Regions from separate parts of the Mus musculus genome. Here region 1 is linked to region 2. Evidence: chromatin contacts called from public HiChIP or PLAC-seq data. All regions are on one chromosome and are shown on one strand. Each heading gives the region's core, a stretch centred on a gene start, on an enhancer-like site or on the middle of the called end of the contact. The rest is flanking DNA. Distances are from core to core; before and after follow the strand shown. Region 1 overlaps Rabep1 (rabaptin, RAB GTPase binding effector protein 1). Region 2 holds the start of Rabep1 (rabaptin, RAB GTPase binding effector protein 1).

Region 1 (5,906 bases), core at 2,072-4,571, 47 kb before region 2:
CTTCTTTTACTCATTTCTTACAATCTCTTACACTCTTCTTCTAAGATTTATTTTCAAACACGTCTATTCAAAGTTGGGGGACAGAGTTGGGGCAGATGCAGATGAAAAGACAACTTCTAGGGATCAGTTCTCCTTTTCATCATATGGACAGCAGAGATCAAACACAGGTCATCAGGCTCGAAGACAAGCAACTGTATCTGTCATGTCATCTTGCTGACCCCATTTTCTTTTAGTACTTTTAGTATTAAAGATCAAACCCAGATCCTCGTGTACTAGACAAGTGTCAACACTTAACTGCACCTCTAATCTCTTATTTTCTTTCATTACTAAAGAATTTCCGCAGTGGTAGAGCACTTGCTTAACATACTTCAGTGAGGCTCTAGGTTCAATCTCCAGCACTAAAAACTGACATAAAAATTTTAATACCCTATTAATATTTCCACTTCACTTTTTGTTTGGTTTGGCTTTTTAAAGGCAGCATCCCATGTAATCCAGGATGGATATAAACTCACAATAGAGCTGAAGACGACCTTAGCTTCAGGTCCTCTTGCTTCGACATCCTATTATAAGACATCAGTCACCATGCTCAGCTTATGCAGTGCTGAGGATAAATCTCTTGGCCTTGAGCATGCTAGAGAGGCACTGTACCAAGGAGCCACATCCTTGAGCATGCTAGAGAGGCACTGTACCAAGGAGCCACATCCCAGCCATGCTGTGGATATAGCCAATAGGAAGTGCACCCTCTCTAAAAGATCTCTAGAACTAGAACGAGGAAATAGTCAACTATAAACTGATTTTTTTTCCTCTGTAAGAAAACTATGGCGAGGAATGTAGTTCAGTTGTCAGAGTTCTCAGCCTAAAGCCCTGAGAGAGCCATGTAAAACAGGTATTGAATACACGGCAAGTTCAAGGTCAGCCTGGGCTACATGAAACCCTGTCTTACAAGAATAAACCAAAAAAGATAACTTGTTAAAAGAAAAAGGAGGGCCAGGCAGTGGTAGTGCACACCTTTAATCCCAACACTCAGGAGGCAGAGGTGGGCACATCTCTTGAGTTCAAGACCAGCCTGGTGTACAAAGCGAGTTCCAGGACAGACAGGGCTACACAGACCAACTCTGTTTCAGTAAACCAAGAAGGGGTGGTTCGGGGGGGGGAAAGAATAAGAGAAAATTGAGGTTGAGTCTCACTTGGATAAAATAAGCCACTGAACAGCAGTCTTCATTCATGAATAAGCATCATCACTGAGAGTTTAAATAACCAAAGGCCAGATTATGATAGAGGGGGTTTGCTTTCATTTTGCTTTTCTGAATTTAAAACAAAAAATAAGATTCTTAAGACACAAGGCTAAATGACTTCCCAGCACCGCTTCTTAAGTGATCCTAATTTTGTTCCCGGCATTGGAGCAGATGGGTAAGAGCATCTCACAACCTTTGAGGCCTCCAGCTCTTTAATCTTGTCTTCAGCTTCTGTCAGTTTATCTTTCAGAGCTGCAATTTCCTTCTCCATGGGCATCACGACAGAACGAAGCTTTTCAGCATCCTCTTGGGCCTATGATTACAAAGAATTAAACGCAACAATTTACTAATTTATGGCTTTTCTAAGAAACCCTGGTCTACCTATTTGCTAAAATTAGTATAACAACTATAGTACACACTTTATTAGCATTCATGAGATTGAGTATCAATCCTTTTCTTCAGGGTTTTTTCTTTGAATTTTTATTAACATGCATTTGTTATATTTACAAAATAATGGCCTTCAAAACTCCATTTCTTTCCGGTCCATCAGGTACTTGACTGCATTAGCACCAGCCGTCGCCCTCATTTCACTCTCCTCACTCTTCCTTTACCCACCTGTCTTCTCTCTCTCTCTCTCTCGCTCTCTCTCTCTCTCTCTCTCTCTCTCATACACAGACACAGACACACACACACAAACACCCTAGATTCCATATACGAGATGAGACAGTACAATAGTTGTCTTTTCGAATATAGATTATTGATATCTGATAATATTTGGCCCTAGGTTCTGGCAAATGACATGCATGTTCTTCAGAACAAAGCTTCACTGTGCTAGGGACATGGCTCTGCACTAAGAACATGCACTGTGCTTCCACTGAACCTAGTTCAGTTCCTAGCACAACATCAGTGTCTGACAACTGCCTCTACCTCCAGCTCCCAGGGCCAATTCCATTTTTAAGTAGTTTATTACCATGAATGTCAATTATGGTTTTCGCAAATATTTCACTCAGAATTTAACAGTAAATAGAAAAATAGATTCACTGTAACACAGCTGATTTCTTTACCGAGTAACTCAGTTATAAACCTCTCATTTATGAGAGGCAGATTCAAGAGCTGGGTGTACCCTCAGAAGGCAGAGGCAAGAGGACACACTCAAGTGGAGCCTACTCACGTCTACATGTAAAGTCTAGTCAGGCAGAGCCACAGAGTGTGATTCTGCCTCAAAAAGCAAAAACAAACACATTCAGTCCAGTGCTCAAGAGGCAGAGGTAGGTGGATCTCTGCAAGTTTGAAGCCAGTCTGGTCAAGATAGCAAGTTTCAGGCTGTCTATATTGTGAGGGACAAAATAAATAAACATTAAGTAAACAAAAAGTATAAAGATTTAAAAAGGTGGAACTCCTGCTACTAATGAAAATTAGCTTTATTTACCTAATGTAAACAAGCTCAGACTTACTTAAATTGTTCAGAATAAAAAAAAATGCATACATTGACTAATGTGAGGAATATTACCCCCCCACCCACACACACACAAACACAAAAAATAAAGAGAGCTTCAGAGTCACTTTGTTCCCTGATCCTTACAAAGATCTATTTATTTTATATTGAACTAAATTCTATTTGGAAGACATGTTAGCTTAAATGTCTTCACAGTCAAGGCTTGTTTGGGCTTACAGAGGTTTCCCGACAAAATCAACAGGCAAGGGAGAGAGAGAAGCCATGTATCGTATATACTAATGCAGAAGACCTCATAACTTCCATGCTGGGTGTCATGTGAACAAACTTTTATGGAGCCCACTAACAGTGCACCAAGTGTAGCCAATGTGATAGTCCCGTGGGTAACAATACCAGCTGTGCGTGCCTGAACTCAAACCCCAGAATCCAGTGGAGAAGACTGACTCCCTAAAGTGGCTCTCTGACCCCCCACATGCATGTCTGAACACATACATGAACAGCATACACACAGATAATAATAATAATAAAGAAGCAGAAAGGTCATTAAAATCAAAAGAAAACTTGAGAAGCTGCTACAGCTAAGCCACACCTACAACCATGTGACTGCATGACCAAATGCCCTGTGGTTTCCTGGATGGAAGGCTCAAACAGGAAGGGAGAAAAAAGAGGGGGGAACATTGGGTAAAAACTAACACAATCTGAACACAAAGAATAACCTTTGTTAGTAATGACAACAATACTATATGGTACAATGTTAAGAAAACTGGGCATGGAGTATATTGAAATGGTACAATATCATACATTTTTATATTTAAAAAAAACTCCTAAAAATAAAATTTTGGGCTGAAGATATGGCTCAGAGATTAAGAGCATGTACTGTTCTTGTAGAGGACCAAAGTTTGATTTCCAGCACCTATATCAGGAGGCTCACACTATCTGTAACTGTGGCTCCAAGAGATCCAATATCTCAGGTCTTTATAAGCACCTACATTCATATATATGTACCCTACACAGATACATATACAAACAATTTTAAAAAAAAAAACTAAAATAAAATGTGTAGAGGCCTAGGAGCTGACTCAATCAGTACAGGGCTCACCACACAAGAAGCATGAGGTCTGAGTTCGGACCCATGTAGAAAGTCAAGTGTTCCCGTTCATACTTGTAATGCCAGCACTGGGAAGCAGAGCAAGATTCTAGAAGTCACTGGCTAGTCAATCTAGCCCAAGTAGTGAGCTTCAGGTTCAGTGAGAAACCTTGTCTCAAAAAGTAAAGTACCCAATGTGGTGGCACTGAAAAGACAATATAAAGCCCCATTTGTCCCCATTTAAGGACTCCATTTGCTCCGTTTTGAGGACTAGGCCTGATTTCAAAAAAGGCCTTAATGCACCAGCCTCGGGAATAGACCATAAGTCCCAGAAACTAGGTCATAAGACACCAGCTCTAAGAATAGACCATAAAATCCAGAACAAGATCATAAAATCCCCTCCCAAAGAACAGCCTGGGGATAACCACAAAAATGGGGAAATATCTTATCTCAGAATGGGCATCTGTGCTGGTCAATCCTATCTCATCACATGGTTGAATGCTCATGACACAGGAATGAAGACCACTGATCACCTGACACCCCCTAGTACCACCAATGAAATTTTAAGTTCCTAATCCTTCTAGAGTTCCTCAGTTCCCTACAAGAAGGCCTGCATGCCTTTATCTGGGATCGCCATTTCAAAGAATGGTAGACCCCCACATGCTGGTTGTTTCTGCAGAATAAAAGCTTTTTGTTTTTGCATACTGAGTCTGGATCTTTCTTTAGTGATTTCGGTCTCTTACAGCACATGCTTTTAATCTCAGCATTTGGAAGCCAGATCTCAAACCAGCCTGGTCTACATAGAAAGTTCCAGACCAGCCAGGGATGCAGAGACCCTGTCTCAAAAAAGAAAGAGAAAGACAAAACAGAAAATAAGGTAGATGGAGAAAGGGATGGGAACTAGGAATTTTAAATAAGTATGACCAAGATACATTGTTTGCATGTATGAAACTGTAAAAGACAAAACAAAGATAAATCTTAAATAATAATAAATGTCATACATTTATATAATGGAACAATACTGGAATACTATTCAGCTATGAAAAATAAAGACATCATGAACAGGCAAATGGATGGATCTTACACTCCACAGACCCAAGGAGGTTGGACAGGAAGGAGGGTACAAGCAAAAATGCTTGAGCCTCACTTAGAAGAGGGAATGAAATGGTCATGGAAGGTGGATGGAGGGAGAGAACTGGATGGGAGACGGGACCAGGAGAGTATGAAGGATCAAAATTGGGTGTGGGGAAGGCCAGGAGGTATGGATGTGGCCTGGACCTAGACCTCGAAGCAGATGTTCAGCTTGGTCTTTGTGGGTCCCAAACAACTGGTCTTTTGGCTTTCCCAAAAGCTGTTGTCTGTATGTAGGATATGTTCTATTAGCTGGGCTGCCTTGTCTGACCTCAGTAGGAGAGGAAGCACCTAGCCTTGCAGAGACTTGAAGTGCCAGGATTGGGGGCATACCCAAGGTGCACCCACCCGCTCAGAGGAGAAGGAGAGAGGGTAACAAGGAGGGGGACAGTGAACAGGATGTAAAGTGAGTAAGTAAAAGATAAATAGAGAGACAGACAGACAGACAGAAGAGTGATCTGTCTGCAAGATATACTGGTGCAACAGTGGTACAAATTATATAAAAGTAACCACCCACCCCAACCCCTGCCCCAACAGAATTTAAAGCTTGTACCATTTTTTTGGGGGGGGGGGGTTCCGAGATAGGGTTTCTCTGTGTAGCCCTGGCTGTCCTGGAACTCACTTTGTAGACCAGGCTGGCCTTGAACTCAGAAATCCGCCTGCCTCTGCCTCCCTAGTACTGGGATCAAAGGCGTGCGGCACCATGCCCAGCTGCTTGTACCATTTTAGACAGAACCCATACCTGACACTGCTGAAGTAGCCAAGAACCTGGAACTAAATAGGTCACTGGCCTAGGGGAAAGCATACTACTATTTCTGCTAAAGGAACACAGCCATAAAATGACCCTTAATAACATATTGCTATACCCACAGAACAGTGCATCATTCAACCCTCTTCAGAAAAGCTGCTTCTTTCAGATAAGAATTATTAACACAGAGAACCACGATGGACAATGTGCAGAAAGTGAGAAATTTGGAGCACTCAGCCCTAAATAGGATGT
Region 2 (6,038 bases), core at 2,819-5,318:
TTTAAGTGAGATAAGAAAGTTGTAGGTCTGTGTATGTAATATGTATCTATTTCAGGGATTAAAAGTAACACGTCTGGGTAACTATGAATAAAAAGCAGAACAGAAATCTCAACTCTGAGAAATGGGGAGAATACACTTCTACTTTTTTTTTTTTTTTTTTTTTTTTTTTTGGTTTTTCAAGACAGGGTTTCTCTGTATAGCCCTGGCTGTCCTGGAACTCACTCTGTAGACCAGGCTGGCCTCAAATTCAGAAATCTGCCTGCCTCTACCACCCAAGTGCTGGGATTAAATTCATGCGCCACCATGCCCGGCCACACTTCTTCTTCTTCTTCTTTTTTTTTTTTTTTAAGATTTATTTATTATTATATCTAAGTACACTGTAGCTGTCTCCAGATGCACCAGAAGAGGGTGTCAGATCTCATTACGGATGGTTGTGAGCCACCATGTGGTTGCTGGGATTTGAACTCAGGACCTTTGGAAAAGCAGTCAGTGCTCTTAACCACTGAGCCATCTCTCCAGCCCCACACTTCTACTTCTTAAAATACCTTTTGTTCTACTATATTAAAGCATCAATGAAGTGCTGGAGAGATGGCTCAGCTGATAAAAGCACTGGCTGCTCTTCCAGAGGACACTCCCGTTCAATTCCCAGCCACAACCATCTGTAACTCTAGTCCCAGGGGAAGCAGATGCCCTCTTCTGGCTTCCAAGAGGACCAGACATGCACATGCTACACACACATATAAGCAAAAACATTCATGTACATAAAAATAAAGTAAAAGCATCAATAGGGGTGCTCTGCAATGTTTTGAAACTAGCATATATGATGAAATGTATAAATGAAGTTAAATATAGCTATACCATCAAATATTTATCATTTTCTTTATGGGAAAACATTCAAAATCCTTTTTTCGAACATAAAACTTTTGTTTAATTATTTATTTATGTATATTGCATGTTCTGTCTTCTTGTATGTCTGCATGACAGAGAGGGCATCACACCTAATTACAGAAGGTTGTGAACCACCATGTGGTTGCTGGGAATTGAACTAATGTCCTCTGGAAGAAGAGCCATTGCTCTTAACCACTGAACCATCTCTCCAGCCCCACATTCAATTTCTTATGGTGGGATTATACAAAAACAAAAGAAAAGGCCAGTGGCATCACTCAGCATGTAAACATGAGTGCTATTAAGCCCAATGAGTTCAATTCCCAGCGCCCACATGATGAAGCGAGAGGACCAACTCCCAAAGGTTGTCCTCTGACAGCCACACACATGCTCAAGGCATGTACACAAGCACACACAAATAAATGTCATTTTTAAAATTTTAATTTTAATGAAGTAAAATCAGGACAAATGCTTCTAAAATGTAGTTTAGCTTAAACTGAAATCTGAGAGTTTTTATACTTGTCTTTGAATTCTCAATGGAAAATAACTTAATTGGCATCCATCAAAGTGCTCCATTAAAACTAAAACCTTCAAAAATTATGAAATAAGAAAAAAAGGTTACATCTTGTCTTGCCAATTATACACAAAGCTCCTTTTTTTTTTTTTTTTTTTTTGATTTTTCAAGACAGGGTTTCTCTGTAGAGCCCTGGCTGTCCTGGAACTCACTTTGTAGACCAGGCTGGCCTCGAACTCAGAAATCCACCTGCCTCTGCCTCCCAAGTGCTGGGATTAAAGGCATGCGCCACCACTGCCCAACAAATCTACTCTTAATATGCCTTAATATCCTCATGAAAAAAACAAAGAAAATATGTCAAAAAGAAAAAAGATTCGGCACTGCTTCTGAAATGACGGGAAAGCGGACGAAGCAGTTATGTTTTACTGTTGGTCTGGTGCAAAGGAATTTTCCAATAATTTTGTTTTTTAACTCAGCAGGTCTAAAAAATTCAAGTGCGCTTCTAATTAAAGTTGTCAATATGAACTCAACTAAAGAGAACAATTAATTCCGCAAGATGAACTTGTAAGCAGACATTGGCACAAAGAACTCAAACATACCAAATTCTCTCCCCTTTCATGAACTGATAGATACCTTTGTCCATTTACATTAACGTATACTTAAAAATTTTACTTAATCTCATTCCATAGTCTTAAATTTTGAAAAATAGGAAGTAAACCTGCACTGAGAATAGCAAGAACATGAGATTCCTCAAAGCTAATGTTTTCCTCGCTTCTGCGAAGTGCTTAGTCACTTCTGCCTATTTGCAGGGAAGACCATTTCATATATTGAAAGAGGCAGGAAATTAAGAGTCCAGACTCATGTCACCTGAGTTGTCCATGGAAAGCAAAGGAAGGCAGCAGCCAGTTAAGCATACCTACCAGAAGTCAGAGCTTTCTCTGTATTCTGCCTCTGTCTGCAGTAACAAGGAGGGTTTGTAAAGTTTTCCTCCCTGACACCAAATACAAAAGGTGAGAGTTAAAAGAAGGTCCAAAAAACATCCCTGTTTCCTGACAGCCCACCAGAAACACCTCCCTTCTCTTTATTGGAATAGAAACATCGAGCAAGTTAAAGTCTAGGCTGGACATTACCCCTTAGGCAACTAACAAAACCCAAAACTAGAGGCTAACAATCTTTAGAGAACACTTCCCAGAGAGCAGCAAGAGTCTCAAAATCTGATAACATTGTTTCCAGTTCCCCTACCGCAAGAACAAACAGAGGTTTTCACAAAAGATCATTTCAAGAGACTACTCTTGGAAAAGGCCAAGAACCTCCTGAGCCAACCACCACATCCCAACATTCTACTTACAGGTAAAGATGCTAAGCACAAAAGCCAATTAGAAAAGTACACCTGAAAGAACTTTCCCAACTAGATACAGTAAGATCTTGCCAAGGACGGAGCACATTCTTTCCAAACATAACTCCCGGTTGACGACAACAACACCTGAAACAATGTGGTCAAAACTCTGGGGCAGAGCTCAGTCGGTTTAAAGGTCATAAAGGGTTCTAATAACCATCATGGCTTATTTAGAACAAGGCCCTTTTTTTCTTCCAATATGAGCATTATTAAGACAGTCTGTCCTGCACGTCTAAGTCTTGGCTACTCAGGAAACTGAGGCAGGATAGCTCAGGAGTTTCAGGTCATCATGGTCCACAAAGTGAGACCCCATCGCTTGAACGGTAGAGACGGAATGGAGAAGACGATTGACTCCTCGATTTCGGCCCACTCGAGCACCTTTTCATCCCTAACACTCTCGAAATAATACTAAACTATCCTTTTACAGATGAACGTTGCCATCTTTATCGCCTGGCCCAAGACTTGCCCATCTTTCTCGATAAAGAGACATGAATCAAGCGCTCTTCGTTCGTCAGAAACTGAGGCCCTAAGAGACTAAGATATGAGCCCGGCCTTACCATGAAGCAACACAACCACTCAAAAGAATGCTACCCAATGCTTAGGATCACAGTTACTTTTACAAGTCCGGTGCAAAGAGCGCTGGAGCGTGGCCTGAGGAGGCGGGAGCGGAGGTGGGGCGAGAGGGCACACGGCCACTACCAAGGCGAGGGCTCGCGTTTTCTTTAAGGAATATAGCACATGCTCTCCATTTCCATCCTCCCCACCCGAGGAACCCACGTGCTGATCCCACCGCACCTTCCTCTCCGCCGGCTCCCTCCCTGCAGCCTCCCCACGCCCTTCCCCGCGGCCGCCCGCGCGCGCCTCCCTCTCCCTCCCCAGCCCGGCTGCCCCAGCACGCGTCGCCCGCGCGCCCCCGCCTCCAGTCCGTGGGTCACCCCCGGGCCCGCGCGCGTGCCCTTCCTGCCCCCAAGGGCCCCCACGACGCTGCGCCGGGCAGGCCGCGCCCGCCATGGTGGGCGCCTCACCGTCAGGCTGGGGAGCCGGGCCCGGCTGCGCCATGGCCAGTGGGCGGCCTCGGAGAACGGGGATGGGCGGGGAAGCGGCGTCCCGGGATGCCGCGGGCTCAGCTGGCGGAGGAGGCGTCGACCGAGCCGCGGCCACCGCCGCCCAGGGAGGAACCGCTAAGGCTGGAGCCGCCGGCGCCGCCACAGCCTCGGGCAGAGACGGACCGGAGCGCCGACCTCCGCCTCCTCATCCTGACAGCGGGAAATAAGCAGTGCGCAGGCGCGGGGGGATGGGACGGCACGTGACGCTGGCCTAAGGGAGGGGCGGGGCCTCAGGAGGGAGGGAGACCAGGGAGGAGGGGTCCGGGGCCTGGGAGCCAGAGGGAGGCTGATGAGAGAGCTATGGGTGTTGGAGACTGGCGGCTGCAAAGACGAAGACTGTGCAAGCTCTTGGCTCCCAGGACACAGACAAAAATATCAAGCTGAGTGAGGAGACCCTGGGTGCACGCGAACCCAGCCGCTACTTTGCCTAGTTGTGTGTCCTTGAGAAAGTCCCTTAACCTCATAACCTTGAAAAGTAGAGCGGCTAAGAAAAGTTTAAATGAGGATATAAAGTAGGAAGAATTGTTATGGCCAGAACTTGGTCTGGTCCCCAGATGTGCAAGCCAATGCACTTTTTCCATTAAGCGACTATGTTTGACTTTAACGTGATCAGCCCAGAGAAGCTGTTGGAGATACAGCCAGACGCAGTGCTTGCATTCTTGACAGGAGAAAGTGCCACCCTTCTGCCTGGGCAAGAGAGCCATACGGAGACTCCAGACTTTCCTTTCCAGCCTCATTCAGACCTTGCTGCCTTCCTAGGGCAAGGGGTCTACACAGTCTGGCACTTCAGGACCAAGTCCACCTGCCTTCCTATGAGCCCAGAATTCCCTCCCTGGGTAGCTGAAGCTGTAGTCTCTCATTTTTCTATAAGACAGGGTGTAAACGTTTCTCAACGTGCCAGAGGGCAGCTGCATTTGGAGGAGGTGGCACAGCACTTACACATTTGAGCTGCTCTGTGTGTTCACAGATCCTTCGTGGTGCAAGACAGGTGAGGAAAGAAGGAAGACAAGCAACAGACCAGGAGCCCAGCCAGGGCTTACGCTCCTCTCACCAGCTTATTCAAGTGCACATACCCCCAAAGGCCAGGGATCTATGCTAGTCTTTTTTTCTCCCTCCTGCAGTCCTGGGGATTTAACCTTAAGCATAGTAGGCAAGCACTCCACTACTCAGCTATAGCAATAGTTCTTGTTCTGTTTTTTTAATTTTGAAACACCCTCTCCCTAAATGGCCCAGGTTAGCCTTGAGTCTGCAATCCTGCTTCATCCTCCTGAGAAGCTGAGATTTCAGGGTTGGACCACTACTAGGTCCTACTTTTTCTTTTTCTTTCTTTCTTTCTTTCTTTCTTTCTTTCTTTTTCTTCTTCATTTATTCTGATTCTAAAAGTTCTAAGCTCAAGTCTGCTCCAGAGTCACTGCAGATGCCTACATTCAAACCATAATAGTCATTAATGGTTTGACTTTAGTCAAAGTAGAAGACTAGGCTCTAGTAAGGTTCACAGTTCTTTGGAATGGTTTATAATTTTAAATAGGTAGTCATCTGTTTGTACTTTTGCCTGAGGTCCCACTAAGATGAAGGGGGGTTATATTTAGACTTTTAAGCAATTAACATCTCCTGGTATGCCTTTGACAGAACAAATGAAGCCTGTTTCCACCCTCCCCCTGGTTTCTAACCTTCCTGAGTGAGCAAATCCTCGCTCAGCAGGGAGACCTTTGGCCCCAGTAGGGCCACTCAGTAATCATCTGTCCTGTTGCAATGACTGAATAGGAAGCAGGAGCCATAAAGATAGCAGATGGCGATGTCCTCCACAGATGGGACTCCTTCCACTGACTGTATACCGTACTTATTGCCATTGGTAATCAGGATTGCAACCCGGTCCTCAAGACCAAGGTCACTCAGAAATGATCACACATCTGGTAGGGACTCTCAGAGGCCCCTATGTCAAAAGTTGGAAAGGCCATTTTGAAATAAGCAAAGAGTACCAGAATTATATACATTTTCATATTCATTTAATTTTTTTTTTTAAGACAGGTTCTCATGTAGCCCAAGCTAACTTTGAATTCCTGATTCTCCTACCTCCCAAATGCTAGGATTACAAATCCAGAACTTTGTGCCTTCTAGGCAAGTGCTCTACCAACTG

The links. HiChIP or PLAC-seq counts read pairs in DNA pulled down with a chosen protein or histone mark.
Region 1: a contact with region 2 is called in an H3K4me3 HiChIP or PLAC-seq map of bone marrow-derived macrophages, with 2.6 times the contacts expected there. The contact joins the enhancer-like site here to the promoter of Rabep1 in region 2. A contact is called at or near these places in 1 of 15 datasets of contacts at CTCF or cohesin (CD8 T cells), 6 of 484 Hi-C or Micro-C datasets (bone marrow-derived macrophages, cumulus cells, macrophages and 2 more), 11 of 115 datasets of contacts at active chromatin or transcription factors (CD8 T cells, the HPC-7 cell line, the SCID.adh cell line and 4 more) and 2 of 9 other capture datasets (adipose tissue and pancreatic islet).

Annotation. Positions count from the first base shown.
Region 1 is chr11:70,889,211-70,895,116 of GRCm38.p6, reverse strand. It overlaps Rabep1 (rabaptin, RAB GTPase binding effector protein 1), which reads right to left. Exons shown (of 18, transcript NM_019400.3): 5 at 1,429-1,548. Among named protein-coding and RNA genes, the nearest start is that of Rabep1, 47 kb to the right of the region's middle. Within about 2 kb of position 3,321, at least 16 of the 459 cell types and tissues checked have an H3K27ac peak or open chromatin away from gene starts, as enhancers often do. A contact at or near this core is called in the HPC-7 cell line, bone marrow-derived macrophages and macrophages, where this site is marked.
Region 2 is chr11:70,842,791-70,848,828 of GRCm38.p6, reverse strand. Rabep1 (rabaptin, RAB GTPase binding effector protein 1) reads right to left here and starts at 4,068. Exons shown (of 18, transcript NM_019400.3): 1 at 3,821-4,068. The coding sequence starts at 3,854.